2 separate regions of the Gossypium hirsutum genome follow, and region 1 is linked to region 2. A link is a contact called in public Hi-C data. All regions are on one chromosome and are shown on one strand. Each heading gives the region's core, a stretch centred on a gene start, on an enhancer-like site or on the middle of the called end of the contact. The rest is flanking DNA. Distances are from core to core; before and after follow the strand shown. Region 1 holds the start of LOC107890099. Region 2 holds the start of LOC107889379 (rho GTPase-activating protein 68F).

What was found. Hi-C and Micro-C count contacts between places; a contact is called where the count stands out from the background.
Region 1: a Hi-C map of leaf shows a contact between it and region 2, with 3 times the contacts expected there. The contact joins the promoter of LOC107890099 here to the promoter of LOC107889379 in region 2. A contact is called at or near these places in 4 of 34 Hi-C or Micro-C datasets (all in leaf).

What each region holds. Positions count from the first base shown.
Region 1 is chrA09:70,094,330-70,097,029 of Gossypium_hirsutum_v2.1, forward strand. LOC107890099 reads right to left here and starts at 1,410. Exons shown (of 11, transcript XM_016814610.2): 1 at 1,317-1,410. The coding sequence starts at 1,410.
Region 2 is chrA09:69,895,842-69,898,541 of Gossypium_hirsutum_v2.1, forward strand. It overlaps LOC107889379 (rho GTPase-activating protein 68F), which reads left to right and starts at 1,256. Exons shown (of 4, transcript XM_016813780.2): 1 at 1,256-1,420; 2 at 1,801-2,115. The coding sequence starts at 1,872.

The sequences.
Region 1 (2,700 bases), core at 160-2,659, 200 kb after region 2:
CACATTGTGACATTGCTCTTACAACCGCCTCAACATTGCTAAACCAAAAAAAGACTCAAATAAAAAAATATCCAATCTAAAATCATCTTAATCCAAAAAATCTTAACTTAAAGTGATTCAAACCTAAAAATATTTAAACCCAAAATAATCCAAATTCAAGACATTCAAAATGATAGTGATTTGATGTTGGAAAGTCTTGATATCCCAGCTTCTAAAAGGTTTGTAACTCTTTTCGTATCGCATCAATGCATTGAGTCAGATTTTTGTATCTGACTTTCAGTTTTTAAGTTGGGATCAATCAACTCAACAGCTCTCTTTTCTTCTTTTCTCTATTATTGGTTGGAAAAAAAGAAAAAGAAAAAATGAAGTCTAAAAAAAGCAAGCACTCCGCTTTCGTCATATATCGTTTTCCTTGCTCTAATTTTTTACCTGTCGCCAAATCGAAAAATATGAACACATTTCTCCAATCATAGCTTTGCACGTAATGTGCAGAAAAGTCACTCGTCAACAAAATGGAAAACAACAAATAAAAAGCTTGCATGATTCCACTCCACGTTTATCAGTCAAATAAGCAAAGTTGTTAATCAAAACCTACAAAACCCAACAGGCCAAACATTCCTACACCCACATTCATTTCTCTTCTGCTACTACTAAATATTCAACGAAATTTACGAAACAGATGGCTAAAACTTCGGTTTAAAACCGGAACACTTACTTAAAGCTTTCTTTTAGGTGCAAAATCTTAGAAAATGAAAGTTGAAAAGTCTCTCCTTCTGTCCATTACATAAATATTTATACAGTTGTTAAGACCTGCAAATAAAGTTTTGACGAATAAAAAAGACCAATCAAGTTTGTCTTTTTTTTTTAAAAAATAATGGAGCTAGCCATGCAAATTAATAAAAGAAAAGGTTAAACACTTAATAGTCATGGTAAATAATAATAAGGTATTGAATTACGTAGGGAGAAAGTGAGATGTGATGGGTATTTTTTGTTGATTCCACATGATTTGACAAACAAGGGTTGCATGTGAGAGGTGATGTGATGTAGACAAATGATCTGACTCTTCAAGCCAGTCCCAGTCTCAGCCTCTCAGCTCAGCAAAAGCCCTAACACAGCACCAGAGCAGGCAAAGGCAGAGGCAGAGGCAGAGGCAGACGAGAGTAGAGAGAGAGAGAGACCCTTTTACCAAGAAAATGGCTAAAACCCGTACGACCGCGGAAGAACACGGTCCACATGGCCCCCTACTACCCTTATCTGCTCAAAACGTGTATCAAATTTATCAGTTCTTGTCTAATCTTTTAGGTATTTTTACTGACCTTCGAACTGTTTTGCAAAGACAATGGCATGCTCCACGAGTGGCCACTGGGGACACTGATTCCCACGTGCCAACGATGAACATCTGACACACATAACTCGGTAAAACTATTTGTTTCTCCTTTTGTTTTTGTTTTTTTAAATGTAGTGTTTGGGTTTAATGTAGAGCCTTGGATGACTGCTTGATGTTAAAAAACAATCACATCTCTTTCAATCCTCTCTCATTCTTTTTGCCCTTTGGATGTTCAATTCTCAAACTCCGCAGCATTTATATCTCAATTCCCTTTCTCTTCCCAATAAAAAAAGAAAAAAATGGAAGTCACTGATAATCTCTCTTTACCTTGGCCTGAAAAGAAGAGAAAAAAAAGACTCAACTTCTAGGCTTTAAATATGTTATATTGGAATATATGTATCAAATATTAATGTTTTTAACGTGAAACTAGGAGTAAACTGTTGAGCCAGTGTCAGTCTGTGCGAAGAATGGGCGTGGTGGGTGTAAGGGATTCGGAGGGGTATTCACCATCATAACAAGGGGATCATATTCTTTTTATTTTTTCTTTCAATTATGGCTGTCTTTTTGCATTTTAGTGTAGAAATCAATTTTATTCAGTATTTAAATATTTTCTTTTAATAATGATGATTTTAGGATTTAAACTAAATTCAAATTTCTAAGAAAAAATTCACCCCACTTAAAATTATCTTAAAATAATTCATTTATACTTATTGATATAATTTAAAGAAATGTGAAGTAAGATAAAATTATCTTTTACTATTTGTTAATCGGATCTTAACTTAGATCAAGCTTTTTTTAAATTTTTTCTGGCTTAGGTTTTTTCAAACTCGAATTTTTTCAAATTTAGGCTTGGATAGAGCTAGGGAGGTCTCTAACAGATTCAAATGATTTTATAGTTTCTAAGTTATAAATATTTAATTTTTATACGATGACAATGCAATTTATATTTGCCTTATAAAAAGCATAAATTATATGTATATATTTAATAGAGTTTTTTTTTACATAAAATAGTTAAAGTGCTTATTGCATGTAAAATTTATTATTATATGATATGTATATGAATCGACGAAAATATATTTTATTGTTTATTACTATAGTAATTGAAAATTAAAAAACTTTTATTTTTATTATTAAATTTATAAACCTAATACTCATATTCTAAAATATTTATTCCAAAATCCATATATATTATGCTAAGCCCAAATCCAAATAATATACACATTAACCCAAAATAAACTAACTATATCCAAAACCTCAAGTCCAAAATAAATACAAATTAAACCCAATATCCAAATATAATTTGCAAAAATTAAAACCCAATTCAAAATTTAATTTAACAAAAATAATTTTTTTAAAGATATTAAAATTTTAAT
Region 2 (2,700 bases), core at 6-2,505:
TCGACGAAAGTAAAGGTCAAACTCGGGTCGGCGCGGCAATGGTTGTAGTTATTAATGGGTTGTTTAATAACGACAACCGCTATCAACTCGAAAAGAGCATCACCTTTACTCCACCGAAACAACCGGTTCTTGCCCGATAGTCTTTCTGAGTCCAACTGTACTGGCCTTCGAATAATAAAGAAGATTAAAGGTATCAACTATATGGAAATAGAAAAAAAGAATTACACTAATTATAGAGGAAAAGCATTATTCCCTCTATTTTTTTTCTCTTCTTTTTCATTCAATTTGCTTTATTCCTCATTTAAGTTGATGTTTTGATTTTTTCAGATCAAATCAGGTTTGATTTTAGTTTCTTGGATTGTAAGATTCTTTACTTAAGACCTAGTGCCCCCATCAATCGATCCATACTTCTTGACTAGTTTCCATTTCTTTTCATTTTTTTCCGTTGTTTTCTAATTTGTTTTATTGGTTTCATTCTAAATCCGTTCGAAATTTGGCTTCAAGAAAGCATTTCCCAACCAGCTCTAGAGTTTTTCTTTCCAGCCAAACCATGATTGCTTGAGTTTTCATTGTTTTTATAAATTATAAAAATATATGTATCTAAAATATTAAAAATATTGCAAAAATGGAAAATCTAAAATTCAGGTGAGAAAAAAAAACTACTTCTTTTTTCTAAATAAATTGCGAACAATTATATGTAGATAAATTTTACAATAAATTTTATATTTAGAGATGAGTGCAAATTATTATACAATTCTTTAAATTGACAAAAATACAAAAGATGGTTATTTGAATGCTTTAAGGAACATTTTTTCATTTTTTTTATTTATTAATTATTTGTTAGGTGCCATAAGAAGGGTTCCTCTGTTGAGGAGGGTTATGATTTTGTAGGTTTATTAAATTCATAAATTTACATATAAGTTTAACACGATTTAATTATATATGTTTGAATATAATTATAGTTATATTTTAATTCTATATGATTGAGGATCAAATTGATAAAATTTATAAATGTAGATAATTAAATTTATTAAATTATTTAGAATTAGAATTAAATTTATAAAATATTTTAAATATTGATGATCATATATATTATTGTACTAATTAAAAAAAGTCACATTATTATTTTTGTTAATTATTTACTGGAAAATGACCAATATAAAAATAATTGTGACCAAAATAGAAATAATAAAAAAATTGAAAATTAAATAGAAAATTCTAATAAGTGATGAGGTAAGAGTGAGAAAGTTAAAATGCTAAACGCACCTAGTGAAGGGCTAATTGACTATTTTATAGGTTACCGGCAAAAAGAAGAAAAAAAAACCCGCAAGATAACAAAAGAGAGAGGGTTTCCTTGGAAATTAAAAGCAGCAAGTGGAGTAGCCAAGCCAGAATCCCTGTAATTAGTTTCGTTTCGAAAGTAAGGAAGGACTATTTCTCATATTTCTTCCAAATTCTGTTTGTTTGGACCTAAGCTTTTCGCTCTTTCTGTTTTTTCTTTTAGTACCTAAATTTGTGGCCACTTTTTTTCACTCCTTATCTCCCAGTTATTGCATAGATTTTTGTTTCTTTTCCTTTTTCTTTTTTTTAATCTCGCAAATCTGTTACTTTTATTCCACTTGTTGATTTGTTTTTGTTCTTTGAGATGAGATCTCAGCTTTATCTTCTTACTGTCCAGTACAATCTAGTTATTCATGGTTCTTGTCAATTTCATTTTGATTTCATTGGGAATTAAAAATTGTAAATTTCTTTTTGAAGGAAATGTTAATTAGATTTGGCATGTTAATATGTTTGTTCCAGATAAGTGATACGCGTTTGTTTGTTGAAGTGAGGGACGTTGATAAGGAAAAACAGAAAAGAAATTAGAGGAAATGGGAAGTTCGTCAAATGATGATTTCTCGGTGGTGGTGCTTGCTTCAGATTTGGGCATAGACGCCCGTCCTTTCTTATCGAACCAAGACACTGAAATTGAAGACCAAGACAACTGGCATGACTGTTCGCAGGATTTTTCCGATGAAGATTTCTCCGACCTCGAGTTCCTCCAGTTCGTCTGCCTTCAGGGCTCTGATAAATCGGGTAATCGCATTTTACGCATTGTCGGAAAGTACTTTCCCGGTAAATTCACAAACCCATTTTAATATATGTTGTTTTTCTTCTTTAATTTTTGTAGTTTTTATTTCCTTTAAAAATTTAATTGTAAAGCCTGTAATACTGAGAACATGTCGAGGTTTTGAACTTGTCTGAATGAATTAGGTAAATGCATTAGATTCTTGTAACTGAAAAGTGCAACTCATCCTCTTAGAAGAGAGTTACTTTATCCTCAGAATCATCAAGAACTCACTCATGGGATGAGATTTCATGCTTTTTATTTTGGATTGTTGATATCGACAGACAAATTCTTCTGCTTGTTTCTTTTGCTCAAAGGCTTGATTTCCACAAGCCAAAACTGTCCAATCATCCAACCCCCTATGACGTTCCACATAGATAAAAAAAAAATCAGTTGTGAAATAGAGTTATTGTTGTGGTCAAGAAAATCTTGTTTAGAGTTCCATTTATAAAATCTAATGGGGATATTGCGATTCAATCACTGAATTAATTAAACTACCAAGTCCTTATTGATAAATTGTGTATTTAATTAACTACATTCTAGTTTAATTCCTTAGGTTCAATTTATTTGATGTGATTTGTTAGGTTCTTAAG